Linked DNA regions of Danio rerio: region 2 is linked to region 1. A link is a contact called in public HiCAR-type data. All regions are on one chromosome and are shown on one strand. The core of a region is the stretch at or near the end of the contact, and the rest is flanking DNA. Distances in the headings are between cores, read along the strand shown.

The links. HiCAR-type assays count read pairs that join an accessible place to other places.
Region 2: a HiCAR-type map of caudal fin shows a contact between it and region 1, with 3 times the contacts expected there. The contact joins two enhancer-like sites. A contact is called at or near these places in 1 of 18 Hi-C or Micro-C datasets (caudal fin) and 1 of 4 datasets of contacts at active chromatin or transcription factors (caudal fin).

What each region holds. Positions count from the first base shown.
Region 1 is chr21:7,720,168-7,725,533 of GRCz12tu, reverse strand. It overlaps LOC137488861 (a long non-coding RNA gene), which reads right to left. Exons shown (of 12, transcript XR_012397134.1): 5 at 3,282-3,438. Among named protein-coding and RNA genes, the nearest start is that of col5a1, 61 kb to the left of the region's middle. Within about 2 kb of position 2,158, at least 13 of the 62 cell types and tissues checked have an H3K27ac peak or open chromatin away from gene starts, as enhancers often do. A contact at or near this core is called in caudal fin, where this site is marked.
Region 2 is chr21:7,852,788-7,858,153 of GRCz12tu, reverse strand. col5a1 (procollagen, type V, alpha 1) reads right to left here. Exons shown (of 66, transcript XM_073935764.1): 3 at 388-601. Among named protein-coding and RNA genes, the nearest start is that of col5a1, 71 kb to the right of the region's middle. Within about 2 kb of position 2,618, at least 12 of the 62 cell types and tissues checked have an H3K27ac peak or open chromatin away from gene starts, as enhancers often do. A contact at or near this core is called in caudal fin, where this site is marked.

The DNA of each region.
Region 1 (5,366 bases), core at 909-3,408:
ATTACCGCCCTGGAACACACACATACACACTTACACACACACGTCCACTGAAGCGCTCCTATATTTTAAAAGCCTTGGTCTGGGGACCCGTGTGTCATTTGGATGTCAGCAGGTGTGACATTAATCCTGATTTATGACATTTTAATTCAGTACAACTTTCCTTCTGCCGTTTTTTTTTCTTTTTGAGAGACCTGACAGAACATTCCAGACTACAGACAGCCATTGAAGACTTTCTCAGATGACAACTGAAAAAGATTAAAGATTAAAACAAGCACTTGACATACAGTTGAAGTTAGTTTTTTGTTGCTACACATTTCTGAACATAATACTTTAAATCACTAATTTCTCATCTCATCGTCATCCGCTTTTCCAGGGCTGGGTCGTGGGGGCAGCAGTCTCAGGAGAGAACCCCAGACTTCCCTCTCCCCAGACACTTCTTCCAGCTCATTGGAGAAGATCCCAAATCGGTCCCATGGTGAGCCTAGAAGCATAGCCCCTCCAGTGTGTCCTGGGTCTTCCCTGAGGCCTTGTCCTGGTGGGACATCCCTGAAACACCTACCTAGGTAGGCGTCCAGGAGGCATTCGAAACAGATGCCAGAGCCACCTCAGCTGACTTCTCTCGATGTGGAGGAGCAGCGGCTCTATTCCGAGCTTATCTTAGGTGACAGAGCTCCTCACCCTATCTACAAGGGTTCGCCCTGCCATCCTTCGAAGGAAACTTATTTTGGCCGCTTGTATTTGAAATCTTGTCCAAAGCTCATGACCATAGGTGAGAGTTAGACTCGGGCGGGAGGCGGGACTGCTGAGATTCGCTAACTGATTGGGGCTTTTGTGTCATTCCGTATCCTTCCCTTATTCGTCAAGCTGCTATCACATGACTATAACACATGGCTTTAACGCTACCGGAAGACAGTACTGTAAACAACAACATGGGCACAAAAATGCGAGCGTTGTTTGCACTATTGTCTATTTTAGGCGCCATTGTGCAGTTATTCATTCAACTTGACCTCGTCGTCTGTCCACAAAAATACCTCTCTTGCTTTCTTTGCCATCGCGTTTAATGTTCAACAGGCGTTTGTTGACTAACAATAACCAAAGGCCGAGCGTGACGCATGCTTTATGTCTATACTAGAACGCACTTGCCCAGAGTGCGCGAATGTTCACGTGATATACGTTTTTGGTGGCGTAGTGTGGACGGAGATATGTTCAGAGATGCTAGGTGAAACGCTAGTGTGGACGCGGATCATTTTTGATCTAAAATGCTGTTTTAAAACTAAAATGCACTAGTGTAAACGGGGCCTTAAAGGCCCAGTACAAAAAAACAGCAACCAGGTTTTAGCAGCTATAATACAGAAACTTCAGACAGCTATAATAAATAATCTAATGGGTGTTTTGAGCTGAAAGATACAGACACATTCTGGGGACGCAAAAAAATTATATTGAATCTGGAACAGGGGGTAACCTAGGTGCCCTTTAAAGCCAACTCATCACTTTAAAAGCATCAGGTTTCTCACTATTTTAAAGTCAAGTCAACTGTTCGCTTTGAAAACAACTGATTTATTCAGTATTTTAAAGTCAAGTTAACTAACAGCTTTGAAAGCAATGGGTTTACTTGCTTTTTAAAGTCAACTCAACTAATTGCTTTAAAAGCAACAGGTTTACTCACTATTTTAAAGTCAACTAAATGCTTTGAAAGGGTTTACTCACTTTTTAAAACCAAATTCAACACATTGTATTTTACAGTGCATGGCCATGAAAGACTTCTTTCAACAGTAGAATTCAGCTGACCTAATGTTCCTTATAAATTTAATCTTTCTCTCTCTCTCTCTCTCAACTCCTATATCGGCCAACAGGGCCAAGAAATCTATGGAGAACATCCAGAGAGAGAGAGAGAGAGAGAGAGAGAGAGAGAGAGAGAGAGGAAGAGAGAGATTGAAAATCAAAGACAGAACATTCAACTTCAATAGAAACAAGACTGTCAGAAACAACTGAAGTAAGTGAAGGAAAGAATGAAACAACAGATCTTCATGTTTTCTCCTACTGTATGAAGACAATCAGCTTCTTTCTGTCCTTTTTTTCCCTTTCATTCGCACCCCCTCTCTAACTCTCATTTCAGCAGACAGCCTGACTCACTCCATAAAATCACTGAGGGCTCTGGGGTTTTGAGAACTGGAAAATATTCTCTGGCTTTTTTTTTCCATTATTAAGCGACTCCTAAAACCCAGGATCAACCGTGAGGAAAAAAAGGGGGGAGACGCATATGGAAAGTCAATGAGATAGTGGAGAAACGTGGGGGTAAACACGTGTAACACTTTGGTTGATGTGTCAGCGTCCGGATATGTTCTGATTTACTGCCAAACATTGTTTTTTTACGGTCCAGTTTTGCTGAATTACTTCAATAAACTTCTAGTCTCTGGGTTAGTGTGTCTAGCGAAGATTGGTATTGGAGTCTTTTTCCAGAAACATTCTTTAAACTTTAACAAACACACATAAAAAGAGTTTTTTTTGTGATTTATGGGGACATCTAATAAATTTCTATTCCATTTTCACTGTACAAATTGTATTTTCCATTTGCCATTCCCCAACACCTTAAAGGAAACTGTGCATTTTTACTTTTTGAAGACGCAAACAAACACAAAAATATTTTATATATATTTATATATATATATATATTTATATATATATTTATATATATATATATATATATATATATATATATATATATATATATAAATATATATATATATATATATATATATATAAATAAATATATATATATATATATATATATATATATATATATATATATATATATATATATATATATAAATATATATATATATATATATATATATATATATATATATATATATATATATATATATATATATATATATATGAGCTTTTTGAGAAATGGGGACATAAACAATCAACAATGCACACACAGGTTTTGGTGAATTATGAGGACTCCCCATAGGCATAATGTATTTTATATAGTCAAAACCACTTATTATATGGCCTTACACCTGGACCCAACCCTCAAAGGGCAAATTTTGAATGTCAAAAGATCCAGTCAAGTATGATTTTTAAGCATTTTGAATTACGAGGACAAAAGCCACGTCCTCGTAAACCACCAAAATAGAGTACACCTAGACCATATCCATGTCTTTATACAAGTTTTTGCCCTTGTAAACCACCAAAACCAGTAGACACACACACAAACACACACACACACACACACACACACACACACACACACACACACACACACACACACTGACCTCTCAGAAATGACCCATACATTTTAAAGAGGATTTGCTGATACGGAACCATGAGTAGGGATGTTTTCCTGTTGAGTCATTCCAGACAGAGGGATCATGCCCTGGGACACAGAGTTCCAGCCTCTTCATCCTTAAGCTTAATAATCTTTCTTTTTCCCTAGTGATTGACATGAAAAAAAGGAAGAACAAGAGAGAGCTAGAGGTTAGACAGCTTAATGATGGAGGGGTTTTTGGACTTGGTTGGTTTGTTCAGAAAATAACTTACAAATATGACTGGAGATCAAGCTGGTATGTCTTGAAATGACTGCTGAGAAGTAGTTAATACCCCATTAGGAAATAAAGGAATATTGTTTTACAGTCTGAACACTTTGTAACATTTCTTTCCAATTATATGACATTCCTGCAAGATGTTGCCTAGCTAGAAACTCGGCTGAACAAAACTCACTTCAATCTTATGAACACATACAGTGACAATAATAAACAAGTTTTATAAATATTCTCGATTGAACAACAAATCATGCGAGTTTTCCTCAATTCACCATGGCTAGGTTCTAAATCCAACATGCATTCACCTTAATGTTCTACAGCCGAAAGAGAAATGTGTGAATAGCTAGTTATTTAGTTATAAATGTTCTGTAACTGACCGAGTATATAACCTTTAAGCCCACATGTATTTTGCTGAAAGCTGCATAACTGACATGAATGTTCTAGAACCCACATTTATTAACTTAAAATGTATACAATTTACACGACCCAAATGTATCTTCTGAAAGTTGTAGAACTGACAGTCAACCATTTAAATGTTTTAGAACTAATATTCAGTGTATAACCCTTAGAACCCAAATTTAATCTCTGAAAAGATTGTAGAATTGACAGTCAACCATGTGAAAGTTTTAGCGTATAACCAACTGTCATTATATAACCCACGTTTAACTTCTGAATGTTGTAGAATTGAGTGAACTATTAGAATGTTCTAGCACCAATAGTAAGTGTGACCCCCCCCTACCCCCCCAGAACACACATCTAACCTCTTAAAGTTTTTGAATTGACAGTCCATCTTGTGAATATTCTAGAATCAATTGTGAGTGTATAACCCTTAAACCTCCATTTAACCTCTGAAAGTTGTAGAACTGACACTCTACCAATGTGAATGTTCTAGAGTAGAACCAACAGTGAGTGTATAACACTTAGAACCCACATTTATCCTCAGAAAGTTGTTTAACTGATAGTTAACCATGTGAATGTTCTAGAGTAGAACCAACAGTGAGTGTGTAACCCTTCGAACCCACATTTAACCCCTTGGAGGTTTAAAACTGACAATGAACATTCTAGAACCATTTGTGAGAGTATAACGCATATAACCAAGGATAGATGTGGGTTCTAAAGGTCAAGTATTTAACCTTTAGAACCTTTAGAATGTTCTAGAACCAGTAGTGAATGTATAACCATAAGAACACACAATTAACCTCTGAAAGTTGTTGAATTGACAGTCCACAAATTGAATGTTCTAGAGTAGAACCAACTTCACCCTTAAGCCTGATTTATACTTCTGCGTCAGGTGACCGGCATAACCCACGGCGCATGCAACGCGCGTGGCTGTGCATTTATACTTCTGCGCGCTGTCTCTGTCGGTCTGCATTAACACTTCCGAAACGCTAGTTGGCAGTGAGATGTAAATGTTCCTCTGTGTCGAGTTTTTTCGCTACTTTTTTGCTTTTCCTGAACACTTCCGGGATGTACAAGTGGCTCAAACTCGCTCATTTTGAGGCAGGAACCGGCGGATGTGCAACAACTTTAACTATGAGGTAAACACAAAACAATACTTTCCATCCGGAGCTCCTTCAAAGGACTCCACACTTGTAAACAATCGCTCGCGCCATTCGCGCGGCTCTCGGTCCCGCCCAGACTTGTCAGCGCTACCAAGCCGACCAATCACAGAGCTTACGCTACGCGTCGTTGCGACGTGTAGTTACATTTTTTGAGAGGTGCACGTCAGTGACGGCGATGGCCACGGCGATGGCCACGGCGAAGGCTATGCGTCAGCGCCGTAGCATACGCCGGTGTTTGACGCAGAAGTATAAATCA
Region 2 (5,366 bases), core at 1,369-3,868, 130 kb before region 1:
CTGTTCATTCATCCATCCGTCCATCTATCTATTCATCCATACATCTACTTATCTGGATATCTATCCATCCCTATGCATCTATCTCTATTTATCTATTCATCCATCTCTCTGTCTGTGTCTATATATCTGTCTGTCAATATATCTATCCATACAAAGTGTTTTCATAACATCTGCATATGTGCTACTTCAGTGTTCAGCGGTGTTTATAGTCTCATAGGGTGTAACAGCTGAGTCTGCTCACCTGTGCAGGTGTTTTCCTCACACCAGTGGCACAGTAAATATGTCACACATCAAAGCTAATAATCAAAACCAAACACACTCAATCCTACCCAGACATTACGCAACCACATAGCTTGTGTTGGTTTTGTGTGTGTGTGTATGTCTTACTTTCCGTCTGCCAGGTTGATTCCTCTGAAGAGCGGGTAGTCCTCTGGGCCGGGTTTGCCTAAGTGATCCTCATACAGGAATACAGGAGAACGTCCCACTTCCAAACCCAGCTGCTGGATGCCCTGCTCATTATACACCGACAGCAGGAACGACTGACTGCCTTTCTTTGGCCTCACCGTCGCCAAAATGGAGAAGTCCTCCGGAAACATGGATGCTACAGAGAGAGAGGGGGTTATAACGGTAAATGACAAGTGTTTTAGTGGGGTGGGTGGGTTTATGTGCAGTCAGGTAACAAAAAAAAACACAGATAAGAGCAACATGGAAGATGTTTACAAACCATAACAGACATTTACAGAAATGCCAAATTCAAAATGGTTAATAATACATAAAACACTCTTAATATGCAACTGTGTTTTTACGCTCATTCAAGGTGGTTTTTGACCTTTAGAAAATTCATTCATTCATTTTCTTTACAGCTTAGTCCCTTTATTAATCTGGGGTCACCACAGCGGAATGAACCACCAACTTATCCAGCATATGCTTTACGCAGTGGATGCCCTTCCAGCCACAACCCATCTCTGGGAAACATCCACACACACTCATTCATACTCATACACGACAGACAATTCGTTAACTAGGCAGGTTAGGGTAATTAAGCAAAATATTGTATAACTACAGTATGGTTTGTTCTGTAGACTATTGAAAAAATATATAGTTTAAAGGGGCTAATTATTGTGACCCTAAAATGGTTTTTAAAAAATTAAAAACTGCTTTTATTCTAGCCGAAATAAAACAAACAAGACTTTCTCCAGAGAAAAAAATATTATCAGACATACTGTGAAAATTTCCTTGCTCTGTTAAACATTGTTTGGGACATATTTAAAAAAAGATAAAAATCAAAGGGGGACTAATAATTCTGACTTCAACTGTGTATATACACACACATTTACATTTGTGGTAACATAAGAAATATGAAACATACAATACAATAATTGGACAAGCAAGATTGCATTTTGCATGCAATACACCTGTACACAAATAAATGTACTGTATAAATACGAGTGTTCACATATATTTTTCGATCTACTATCGACTCTTCTCTACAAATATCAGATTTGTTTTAAACCTTAATTTCCATAGTAGACTGTTATGGTGAAAAAACAACTCATCATTTTGAGCAGCGAGGCTCACACGATGACAAATACACTTTATTTTTTGGTGGCCTTGGCCAAATTACTGACAAAATAAGTAGGTTTTTGAAGCAAGAATGAAATGTTTTGTGTGAACTACTACATTTTGCAGACATGCATTAAAATTCTGAAGTTCCAGCAAACAGATGTGAGATTCGCACTCACAGTTTAGAGAATGTTAAGACTGTTTAAAAAAAAAAAAATGTGCCAAAGCAATTGAGAATAACTCTAGAACAGCCCCCCGGAGTACACAGTTATATTGACTACATGAGAAATGTTGTGTACTGAGAAATGAGCCAAAGCGACTGTATTAACAAGCCCTAAAAAGTTTTTTTTTTTTATTATTAATATTACTTTTTTTTATTAATTTATTTATTTTTATTTATTTATTTTTATTTTTTACATAATAAGTACTGGCTAAGTTTTATTCCCCATTAAAAAAAATAATAATTTTAATGTAGAAAAATGATGTGAAAATTGTAGAACTATTAAATGAAAAAAAACAAGGCATTGGCAACTAAAAGAGGAACTAAAGTACAAAAATTAATAACACGCTTGCAAAAAAAAGAAGCTAAATAAAACTAACCATAAATATCACGTTTGAAAAAAAAATGATGTAAAAAAATTTCATTAAAATTAAAAAACCATATAAATCATTGGCATTTAAATGATGTAATACCATACTAAAAAACACTCACAAAAATATTAAAAATAAAACTAATATTAAAAAAACAAAAACAAAACTTAAATATAGTTTAAAAAATAACTTTTTTTAACAAAAAAAATCCTTGGAAATGAGAAGTGTTTGAGGGTGTTTTCTGACAGAGCATTACATCACGTCTGATGCTGTCAGGTAACAAAGATAAAGTGTTTGACAGGATAAGAGCAGAATGGAAAACGCTGGATCTCTTGGCACATCTTTGGGAAACTCTGTAACAGTCGCAGTCTGTGTGTTGATAAGAGTTCTGGATCTCCTTTGAGGGAGTAAGAAAAGCGAGAGAGAGAGAAAGATGGAGAGAGTAATGAGGAGAACAGCTGTTCCCTGAGAGACATTTTATTACTCTAATTCATCCAGCAGAGAAAGAGAACAAACACAGCCAGAATCACCAGAACAAACACAGAGTGAAAAATACCAGCAGCATTCTTAAAGGGCCAGCGCACTGAAAACAAAAAAAGAAGAGTTATCTATCATTGTTTACACAGAATCAAGATGCTTTAATAATTCCCAAAAAAATGAAAATTCTTTCATCATTTTCTCACCCTTCACTTGTTCAAAACCCATTTGAGTGTCTTTTAACACAAAAGAATTTATATTGAAAAATGCCGATTGACCAGTGACTTCCATTGTAACTTTTTTGCCCACTATGGAAGTCAACGTGTGCCAGCATTCTTCAAAACAACCTTCTTTTGTGTTCAACAGAAGAAAGAAACTCATAAAGGTTCAAAAGCCACATGAGGGAGAATATATAATGAGGTAATGTTCATGCTTTTGGTGAACTGTCCCTTTAAGAGATTTCTTGTGAGGTTTCTTATGAGGTGTCCAGCTCTATAAATGCAACTAAAAGCTTTAGAAAAGATCATAAAAATAATTTTCACTATATTCTTTTGAATAAAGTATAGGGTAAAGAAGATAAAAATAAATAAATAAATACTTTTATTTTGAAAGGGTGCATTAAATCGATCAAATATGACACATTTAATAAATATTTATCTTTGAAACAAGTATAATATACTAATCAATGAATTCTGGAAAAATTGTGACATCTAAATCACCATTGATAATTATATTAATAATATTTCTTGATCGTCAGGTCAGCATTTTGCAATGATTTCTTAAGGATCATGCGACGCTGTAGACTAATGATATGAAAATTCTGCTTTGCTTTAAAAGGAATAAATTCATTCATTCATTTTCCTTTGACTTAGTCACTTTATTCAACAGGGGTCGCCACAGCGGAATGAACCGCCAACTTATCCAGTTTATGTTTTACAGCAGATGCCCTTCCAGCTGCAACCCAGTACTGGGAAACATCCGTACACACTCATTCACACTCATACACTATGGCCAATTTAGTTTATTCAATTCACCTATAGCACATGACTTTGGACTGTGGGGGAAACTGGAGCACCTGGAGACCCACACCAACAAGGAGAGAACATGCAAACTCCACACAGAAATGCCAACTGACCCAACTGGGGCTCGAACCAGCAACCTTCTTGCTGTAAGGTGACAGTCCTAACAACTGAACCTCAAGGTCTTTTGTCCAGAATCCTTTCCTACTTTTCAGTGAAATCAAATTAAAGCATTTGTTATTCTGACTAAAATGCTCGAAATGACAATATTTAAAATTTGTAAAAAAAAATAATAACAATAATAATAATAATTTTCAGACCTTTACAGAATAAAATAAATATTAAATTTTTACTAAAACCCATACTTAATAAATCTTAAAAAATAAAAATAAATAAATAAATAAATAAATAAATAAAACTCTGAAAGGGCTAGTTCACCCAAAATAAAGCACTGTGCCACCCCAATTCTGTCATCATTTATGTTATTATATCAGGAAAAGTTTACAGAATTAAAGCGATAGTTCACCCAAAAATGACAATTCAGTTTAAAACATTTACTCAGGCAAGACTTGGCTTGAGTTTCTTTCTTCACAAAAGAAGATATTTTGAAAAATGCTGTGTGCTGTTTGGCTTTTGTGTAAACATTATAAACGGAATTGTCATTTTTGGATGAACTATCGCTTTAATTCTGTAAACTTTTCTTCATATGATGACAGAATTGAGGTGGCACAGTGATTAGCACTTTCGCCTCACAGCAAGAAGGTTGCTGGTTCAAGCCCCGGCTTGGTCAGTTGGCATTTCAGTTTGCATGTTCTCTGTGCTGGCGTGGGTTTCATCCGGGTGCTCCGGTTTCCCCCACAATCCAAACACATGTGCTACAGGTGAATTAGATACACTAAATTGGCCGTAGTGAATGTATATGAATAAGAGTGTATGGGTGTTTCCCAGTACTGGGTTGCAGCTGAAAGGGCATCCGCTGCATAAAAAATACACTGCATATGTTGGTGGTTCATTCCACTGTGGCAACCCCTGATTAATAAAGGGACTAAGCCAAAGGAAAATTAATGAATGAATTGATTTTTAGAGTGAACTCTCCCTTTAAGACTGCAGTAAAAAAAAAACACAAAGAAAAAGAAGGGGAAAGGGTGAAATTAAACAGTCTCTTTCTAAAATGAGAAAAACAGGCATGACTACACACACATGCCAAACAGATGCCCGCCGCCAGGACCTCTGGGAAAATCTGTCCTGGTCACACAGGAAGAGTGTTTTCCAGCAGACAATCACACATACATGTGTGCCGTAAACACACCTGACGGCTGCACTGCTGTTTATGACTCTTTATGGAAAGGCTTTAATCAGGTTAGAGTCATTACTGGACTCTGTAAAGTTTATAATGGTTCGGAGAGAACATTTGACTCTGAAAGCCCGTCTCCATGTCTGACTCCTCCTGTGTTTATGTCTGGAGATATTTTTTGAGTCTTCACATCAGTCTCCAGCCACTACACACACTAAACGTCTACATCTCTAGCATTTCTTGCTTTTCTTTTAAACATGAGGTTTAAATTCAATGAAATGTATTCAAAATATGTTTTTTGGTCTTTAAATATGTCTAAAATTTTATTGAGGTGAGTCTATTAATAAATAAAAATGCTTTTGTTCACATTTTGAGAGTAATTTCATATAATGTGTACAAAAATGTGCGAAAATAAAGCCATG